Linked DNA regions of Mus musculus: region 2 is linked to region 1. Evidence: chromatin contacts called from public HiChIP or PLAC-seq data. All regions are on one chromosome and are shown on one strand. The core of a region is the stretch at or near the end of the contact, and the rest is flanking DNA. Distances in the headings are between cores, read along the strand shown.

Region 1 (4,593 bases), core at 1,380-3,879:
GCGGGAGCAGCCGGATCCAGGGCTAGCTCTCCACCAGCCCTTGGATGCTGATACTCGGGTTGCAGCTTCTGGCCAGCATCTCATCCGCCCGGAAGGAGCATAGATGGGCCTCTTGGCCAGTTTCCCCGCTCTCAATTCTCACCTCCGGCCCCAGGGAGCTGCCCCTTCCTCAGGCAAGCCCCGTGTCGCCTGTGACCCAGCGCTGTCCAGAGTTCCTGGTTGGGGGTAGGGGGCAGAAGCAGGCCCCAGTTTGCCCTCGCCGTGGTCTCTCAGTTCTAAGGGGCCTGGCCTGGTGATCAGGAAAGGCTGTGCTGAACCGGCAGCCCCTGTGTTGGGGGGGGGGGGGCCAAGAGATGCTCAAGGCCCACATTGCAGGGTCTCCCTTGAAGGGAAATCTGGTTACTTCTTCCTCAAGAAGGGCCTGTGAAGCCGAACTTGGATGGACCTTCATTAGCCCAGCTCTCCCAGCACAGCTACGCACATCATTCGTTATGCAGGACCTAGGACCAGGGACCACAAAGCTTTTCCAAAGCAGTCCAGCCTAGCCTGACCTGGGGGGATGGGGGGTGCCACAAGGTGGGCAAGCAGGCCCAAAGCTGACCACCAGCCCCCCCCCCCCCCTTGAGAGCAGGGATGTTCTGTAGTCCTTCCTGCTCTCAGCAGGTCTTGTCTGGGACAGCCAAGAAGAATTTAAAGATCACAGCAGCTCCCAAGACCACCACCGCTCCCTGGGCCAAGGACCTGGGCAAGGCTACCATGCCTTGCAGAATGTAGCAATGTAAAGGCTTTGTTGTGGCCCGTATAAAGTTAGCAGGATTGCACAGCAGACCTGCTCCAAGGGAGCCTGGTTTGTGCAAAAGTCTCTGAGACTAAGCCAACACCCTGGGAAGCTTTCTCTTTTCTTTTTCAAAACTTTTTTTTTTTTTGGAGGGGTGCAATTTCCAGATTACTTCCTCATCAGAAATTTCTATCATATTAGAGGGGATATAAAAAAGATTCGGACTTCACTTAAGCCACAGAACAATTTGGAGAGAGGGATTTTTAAACAGATGAGAGCAGGCCAAAGCCCAGGACCCAAATATTTCAGGCAAAGCTATGGCGCTAAACTGGTATTTTGCCAGCGTCTGCCTCCACCCCAGGCACCCACTAATAACACAGACCCCAAGGTTTCTGTATTCTAGGAAAGCATCTATTATGCAGACATTAATTCTGGAATTTTATTACGCCAAATTAACGCTGCTTTTTTTTTTTTTTTAATGAATACTGCTTCCTGACTCCTCATGAAATCGAATAACGAAGAGGTTGGGGAGGGAGGAATTTAATGGAGAAGAATCTTAAATTCAGATGCCCTTTTTTTTAAGCCCCCTCTTTTCCAATGTGTTAACCGCGAAAGTTTCCACCTACTCTCCCACAAATGCACCCCCCCAGCGGCTGTTTGTAAGACGATGGATAAATGCATGTTTCTATCTTAATATTTCACAAGCCAGAAATAAAGCAACAGATCTGTCAGCTTCGAGGATGGGAGAAAGCCTCTGTCAAGAGCGCCCAGGCCAGGGCCCACTTTGTCCCCTCCTGGAGGGCTTTTCGAGCCTCGGCAGCCTTTCCAGACTGTGCGCCGCGGCCGCAGCCAACCTACACCCGGCTTCCCCGAATCGAACGCAGTCACTGCAGTGGCTACTGGGGCGCCACCAGGATCTCTCCCCAATCACCTCGGCACTCTCAAGTTACTCACCTCCAGATGGGAGAAGGGGTTCAACCCTCATAATCCCCACCATGGCCAGCAGCGCGGAGCCTGAAACCACCTCCCCGCCACTTAGAACAAAGGTGGCCCTGCCTCACCGCGCTCTGCACGCCTAGTGCGGGATCTCGGACTCCTTGGGCGACACCAATCTTTACCTGAACTCGGGACTCGACCAGGTCCAGGCGCAGCGCCAGCGCCTCGCGCATAAACACGTCCGGGTAGTGGCTCTCATTGAACGCCTTCTCCAGCTCCTCCAGCTGCCAGCCGGTAAAGTTGGTGCGGGTGCGTCTCCGTTTGCAGCCGGGGCTCTCCTTGTCTGGATCCCCCGAGTCTGCGGGCATGCACAGGACGCTGCAAGGCTCAGCCACCTGGCAGATGCTTGTCCCGCTTGCACCCACCTCGGGTGCGGGGTGCACGGAGGAGTGGGTCGCTATTCTCCGACGGCCTGGTGCACCCCACCCCGAGGCCCCCCGTTGTGTTTCCCCGTGTCCCCGCCTCCAGCCTACCTGCAAGCTTGAAGGGCTGGCTTTCGCCGGCCACCCCGCAGGCAGCCGGCAGCAGCGGCGTGGGGTTGACCACCGAGGCGGCGGCTGCAGCGCACGAGCCGCTGAGCAGGCCGTCGATGGAGAAGGGCACCGAGGCCGCGGCAGCGGCGGCGGCGGCCGACTGCAGCTGGTGACCGGCCAGCTCGTACACGTGGTGGTGGCCCAGCGGGTAGGGGAAGCCCACCACGCCGCCCAGCGAGCCCCCGAACTGGGCATGCGGGTGCTCCAGGAGGCGACCGTCCATCATCTCGCGCGCGGGGCTGGCGGGGCGCGGGGGCGCGGACGGCGGCGGGGACAGGGGCCCGGAGCCCTACACATGCTTCGGCCCGCGCTCCGCCGCTTTACTTTATCAACATCAAGCTCTCGATAATTAGCCGCGGCCCGGGGAATTTGGGACCAATAAGAAGCGCTAATCGGCTCTGACGTCAGAGGCGTGCTGGGTGCAAGGAAACGTTTTCCATATCGATTGCTAATTATACCTGACACGCACCTCCATAAACAGTATCAGGAGCTGTCACAACAAGACGGGGTGGGGAGGGAGGGGCACCGCCGCGCTCGGCCGGCCGGGGGCCCCCGGCGAGCCCCCCACTCCTGCTCCCCGCCGCTCCCGCCCCTCGCCTCCTTCTAATAGATTTCCCTTTAAAACATTCGCCGGCGTGTTGTGGGGATTTTTCACCAGAAATGCTGTACTCTCTGAACCTTTAAAGTGATGTTGCTCCAATTACAGAGAGACATTGAGCGGCAAATAGACTGATCCAATAATGGGAGATTCATCATCCGCTCTTTCCGAAACTGTCACATTGAATTTAAAACTACAAGGGCTTCTCTACCAGCGGCCTCTCCCGGGCTGCGGGCTGCCGCGAGCGGCGGAGGGAGGAGGAGGGGGAGGAAGAGAGGAGGAGAGGAAGGGGAGAGAAGTGTCCCGACGAACTGGAAGACCAAGGGGAAGAAAGAGGAGGAAGAACAAGCCCAGGAGGGAGGGGGAGAAAGGAAAGGTTTGGGGGAGGAGGAGTGCAGAAAGAGAAAGGGAGGAAGGAGAGGAAGTGGATGGAGAGGAGGAAAGGATGGAGGGGAGGGGAGAAGAAGAAAGGGAGGAGAATGGAGGAGGAAGGAGAAGAAGTAATGGGGGAGAAAGGAAGGAGAGAGGAGTGGAACCAGAAGCGATGGAAGGACAGAGAGAAGCGAGAAGAGGAGAAGAGAAAGCGGGGAGGATAAAGAGAAGGGAGAATGAAAACGGAGAGTGGAGAGAAGGGGAGGAAGGAGGGGAACAAGGCAGAAAAAGAGAAGAAAGGGAGGGAAGTGGGACTAGATGGACGGAGAGACCAGAATGAAAGGGGGAGGGGAGAAAGGGAGAGGAGAGGAGGGGAAGGGGGGGAGAGAAGAACCTCCAAACAGTGATCCAGCCAAATGCGGCCCCCACCTATAAGGAGTCTAACCCGACGCCCTCCTCCTTGATTGGCAGTTACCCCATCAATATAGACAGGGTGGTGGCAGCTGGGGCACCCTAACCCCACTTAACTCCCACACATATGGGTCCTGGATGCCAGCCCAGAGGAGGAGGGAGCATGGAAGGAGGAAGGACAATGGTAACTTCAGGATAGTGACCAATGGCCCACGCATCCCTTCAAATAAATAAATAAATAAATAAATAAATAAATAAATCTCCCTCTGAGTCAGCTCTGAAGAATGGGTTGGAGGCACTAACCCATCTATTATAATTAAATTATGTTCGCAGTGAGATGCCATTCCCTTCTCCACTGTAAAATATTGATAGTCTCAAAAACTAAATCATTAGGGGACATATCCTTAAATAAGCCGCAAGCACGGACTGTGAGCAGAGGTGGACGCAGCCAGGATGGATGGGGATGGAGGATGGGGATGGGGGATGAGGGATAGGGATGGGGGATGGGGGAGGGGGATGGGGGATGGGGATGGGGGATGGGGATGTATCCTTTGTAAAAGCAAGTTTGTCACTGGAGAGATGGCTTTTTGCTGACTCTAAATTTGTAGGCAAAGTACTCTGACCGCCTGCCCCAGAAGGAAGCCTGATCATCACAACCCCAGGGCACAGTGACAAGTTTGCTTTGGCAAAAGTAAGGCCTAAGCAGGAAGAAATGGGACAGGCCAGAATGGTGTGTGCCATGTCTCTCTCTCTCTCTCTCTCTCTCTCTCTCTCTCTCTCTCTCTCTCTCTCTCTCTCTGTGTGTGTGTGTGTGTGTGTGTGTGTGTGTGCCCTGACCCACTGAGCTGGCAGAGAGGGAACCAGACTGCCCTTGGGGTGGTTCCCCCAACACTCATGTCCGGGCC
Region 2 (4,505 bases), core at 1,831-4,330, 42 kb before region 1:
CTGGAGAATTCTAGGCAGGGGCTCTACCTCTGAGCCACACCCCAACTCCTCACTGGGGGGATTCTAATTAGCCCCCTACTGCTAATTTAAGTCCCAAGCTACAACATGGCTTAAGTGGCCAAATTTTATGTGAAAGGAACTTAATTTCAATTCTCTCTCTCTTTTTAAATAAGAACACCTTTAGAGGGCTGGGCGGGAGACAGATCAGTGTGTAAGAACTCACCACTCATGTATGAGGACCTCCATTTGGATCCCTAGTACTATGTAATAATAACAGTTGGGCAGTACTCTCCTGTAACCCCAGGTCTGGAGAGGTAGAGGACAGAGGGAACCCTGGGGCTCACTGACCAACCAGCCTAGCTAGAATGAAGCTCTCCAAGTTCAATGAGAGACCTCATCTCAAAAACTAAGGTGCAAAATGCTCGAGGAAGAGACCCCATGACACTCTCATCTCTACATTTACATTCACACCCACCTGTACACACATACACACATGTATACACCACATGAACATATTAGAAAGGAAGGAAGGAAGCAAGGAAGCAAGCAAGGAAGCAAGCAAGCAAGCAAGGAAGGGCTGGAGAGGTTTATCAGTGGTAAAGAGTACTTGCTGCTGCAGCCGGGCATGGTGGCACATGCCTTTAATCCCAGCACTCGGGAGGCAGAGGCAGGCGGATTTCTGAGTTCAAGGCCAGCCTAGTCTACAAAGTGAGTTCCAGGACAGCCAGGGCTACACAGAGAAACCTTGTCTCGAAAAAAAAAAAAAAAAAAAAAAAAAAAAAAAAAGAGTACTTGCTGCTGTTGCTGAGGATAGAGGTTTGGTTCTCAGCGCCTGCCTGTAACTCCAATTCCCACCGATCTGATGCCCTCTTCTGGCCTCTGTGGGTACTGCATGTATGTGGTGCACAAACACACATAAAATACAATAAATAACTGTACAAATAAGTAGGTGAGGTTGATGCAAATATCTTGCTTAATAATAATTTATCATAGTGGATACAAAATATTACTTAAAGATATAGTCCATGTAAAAATATCAACGCAGTTGGTAGTGACTGGTATGTATTTTACATGTAAGTTACAGCCACCTTCCACAGCTCAGGGGTCTGTGGCCACTCTGTGGGATGACTCTCTGGAGCCTCCTGATGCCATAGTGTGGCTCTGTCCTAGGGACTTCTAAAAGGTGTAAATCCCCTACAGAAGTCCCACCTCCTGCCTCTCCATCTTCATGGTAGTATAGAATTTCCTGTTCAATTTTGTGGACAAGAAAGAGGAAGAAGAGGGAGGAGAAGAGAGAGGGAGAAGGGAGCGAAGAGAAACGGGAGGACGAGGAGGGGAGGAAAGAAGGGAGGCAAAGAGGAAAGGCAAGGGGAGGAGGGATTGGAAGGGCAAGGAGGCAAGCTCTGTGAACAGAGATGGAGGGATTGAGGAGGTAGAGCAGAGAGAAAAAATAACTGCCAAGACTCAGAAGACCCGTCAGCCACAGACTTACTCACCACAACCTCGGACAGAAAGCTGCAAGGGAGGAAGGAGATTAGGCAGACTTCAGTACAGGAACATGATGGAGTACTATACAGCAGTGAAAATGGACAGGTTGCATTGCCACAAAGAATATGGGAGTCTCATAAATTCTACATTCAGCCATGCAATCTAAACCAAAGAAGACCTGAACTAGATTCTGTGCATACAGAGCCCAACAATGAGTGACAGGGCTGCGGGGTGGAGCTTAGAGGGAGATCTTGTGTCTGTAATGAGGAGACCCTGGGTCCATCCTCAGCCTTGCCAAAAAAAAAAAAAAAAAAAAAGCAACGACAAAATAAAGTAATAACTCAGTGTGCTGGTGCAACTATAACCCAGTACTCAGAAAGGCGAGGCAGGAGGATTGCCATGAGTTCAAAGCCAGCTTGGTTATCCAAGAGACCCTGTTTCAAGAATGAAAAAAGAATAACAAGTGATAAAAGTTGGGATATCAACAGTTACCCTCTTGGAGTACATTGACTTGGGGAGGAAAACAGGGGCATTCTAGAATGTTCTATCCCTCTCTCTGAATGATGCCCACCTGACATGTATAGACAGTCTCGAGGTACTTCCATTAAAAAAAAAAAAATGGGACTGGTAGTGGCCGCCGCCTTTAATCCAAGCACTTGGGAGACAAAGGCAGGAGAATACCCAAGAGTTCGAAGCCAGCCTGATCTACATAGTGGGTTTCAAGCAGCCAGAACTACAAAGTTGTCTCAACAAACAAAAATGTGCTATGTTGTTTTTAATTTTTTTCTTGTTTTTGTTATTTGTTATACAGGAACTTGTATGGCTTGGGTTGGCCTCAAACTCACTGTGTAGCTAAGGATGTTGTTGGACATCTGACCTTCCTGTCTCCATCTCTGGGATGCTAGGACTTCAGGCACACATCACCACACCCAATTTATTTGTTGCTGAGATTCAACCAACCCCCAGGCTTCAGGAATGCCAGACAAGCACCTTACCAAGGAGAAGCATCCCCAGTCCCCACAGTGCCCCTTCCCACTTCCCCCTGCTTCAGTTTCCCCATCTGCAGAATGGGTCCACTGCCTATGGAACGAGTCCCTTCTCCCATTGGGAGTCGTTTGGTGGATGTAGGGGTCTTGGTACCCCCACCAGACCGGGTCTGCTGACCCTGCAAGCTTGCAAGGCTTGGTGACACCAGGGACTGTGTGTGTGTGATGGAGGCGGAGGCGCGGGCAGGGGCGTTGAGAGGAAGGGAGGAAGCGTTTATAATGATGATTAGGGCTGAAATTGGCTGAGATTTACAGCGCCGAGGCCGGGAACGGAGGGAGAGGGCCGGGGCTGGGCCGCCTAATGGATCCGTCAGCGCGTTCGGCTGCTCAGCGGGCCGAGGCGGGTCACCCGGCTTTCCGCTGGCAGCACAAAGCACTTCAATTTCGTTAGGAAATGTATCAATTTAACTGACTTGAGCGGCACACTGGCAACCCTAATGAATCTGGACTCAATTTTCCGCCACACTGCTCCTGAGAACTGTCGGAAACAATGTCTGTGGTCGGAGGTGACGGGGTGGCCGAGGATAGGCCGCCCCTTCCCTTCCCACCCAAGCCCCGTCCCTTCCCTGTCAGGGTTAGTGGAGAGAGACGGACCTGTCTCCAGCAACCGGGTGACAGCCCAGCCCCGCCACCACTTCCCTAACAATGATGTCATTATGGGAAAATTGGCCTCCATTTCGGAAGGACGATAGTGCTAATTGAGTAAGAAAATATAATACGGGAAGCTGTTGTCCGTGGCCAGGGGAGGGGGACTGACTAAATGGCCTACCATTGTTGGTGTCAGGGTAGGCAGATGTGGCGTTCTGTTGATAACTGCAGTGACATAGCCAGGACTTGTCACGGCAGCTTCTGCCGGGAGACTCACAGTCCTGGCGGCAGATGGCTCCTCTGAACAGCCAGGGAGAGTTCCCGAAGCCCGATGGGCAGTCAGATAGGACTCCAGGGCCTTCCCTGCTCCCTTGGGAAAGGCTCGGAGACTTGGGAGACACTCTCGGAGTGCTTTTTCTGGAGGCCTGGGCAGGGATGGACTGAAAACCAGAGGCAGGCCATCCCAGAGTCCTAGAGGAAGGCAGTTGAGGCTGGAAAGGGCAGAGCTGGGTTAGTGAGGGGGTGCTGGGGTGAACGATGTGGGCTGGGTTGTCCTCCCACCCTACGCAGGAGCTGGCTATTTCCAAGGTGGACCGAGAATTGTCTGGGGCTAAAGGGACCGGGTTTTTCAAGCGGACGCCAGAGGCCAAGCTCCCAGGCAGGCATCCGATACACACTGGAAGGGCACCTTCCCTGTTTATCATGGTTGCTATGGACACTCACAGGGGCCAAGGACCAGAGCCCAAGCCTCCTGAGGGCAGTTTGCTGGGTTCTGTCTGAGCCTAGAGTTCCCACCAGACCTCAGAATCCTCCTCCAAACCTCCCATATACCCTTGACCACTTCTAATGAGAATACAAGACCAGTCTGCAGCAGTGAAGAAACAAGATACCCTGTGACTGGGGCTCCTTCCAGAGTTTAGGCTCCCTGGGGCTGAGACCCGCTGGGTAAGCTCTGGCTGCAGTGGAAGGGATGCAGACATTGAGAGTTGTGGTATAAGACTTGGTCCTAACTCCCCAAAGCCACTCAGAGACACTAGGTCATCTGTAGGGGCATCAGTGGCTATGTGCACTGAAAACTAGAGGCTTCTCCACAGGCCAGGAGCTGGAGTGTGTGTGTGTGTGTGTGTGTGTGTGTGTGTGTGTGTGTGTGTGTGGCCCATTACACTGCGAGCCACCTGTGGCCATGTCCTTCAGGGGCCTATGATAAGAAGCACGCTGAGGTCCCCAGAGTGGTGGTAAAGACAAGATCTCCAAGGACTGGCAGGGGTGTAGAATATGTCTTCCCAAGCAGAAGATGGCCTCATGACCTCGTGACAGAGTCCCAGATAAGCGCCTCAGAACCTTAGGGGATGTTTCAAAATAACCATTACAGAGTCACCAACA

What was found. HiChIP or PLAC-seq counts read pairs in DNA pulled down with a chosen protein or histone mark.
Region 2: an H3K4me3 HiChIP or PLAC-seq map of craniofacial prominence shows a contact between it and region 1, with 2.1 times the contacts expected there. The contact joins the enhancer-like site here to the promoter of Uncx in region 1. A contact is called at or near these places in 3 of 39 promoter capture datasets (cranial neural crest, embryonic stem cells and trophoblast stem cells), 13 of 484 Hi-C or Micro-C datasets (the F1.1 cell line, the G1E-ER4 cell line, the HL-1 cell line and 8 more), 9 of 115 datasets of contacts at active chromatin or transcription factors (craniofacial prominence, differentiating embryonic stem cells, embryonic forebrain and 5 more) and 2 of 9 other capture datasets (adipose tissue and pancreatic islet).

The regions. Positions count from the first base shown.
Region 1 is chr5:139,541,934-139,546,526 of GRCm38.p6, reverse strand. It overlaps Uncx (UNC homeobox), which reads right to left and starts at 2,629. Exons shown (of 3, transcript NM_013702.3): 1 at 2,248-2,629; 2 at 1,897-2,072. The coding sequence starts at 2,533.
Region 2 is chr5:139,584,011-139,588,515 of GRCm38.p6, reverse strand. No RefSeq gene overlaps it. Among named protein-coding and RNA genes, the nearest start is that of Uncx, 42 kb to the right of the region's middle. Within about 2 kb of position 3,080, at least 33 of the 459 cell types and tissues checked have an H3K27ac peak or open chromatin away from gene starts, as enhancers often do. A contact at or near this core is called in the N1E-115 cell line, cerebellar granule neurons, embryonic forebrain and 2 more, where this site is marked.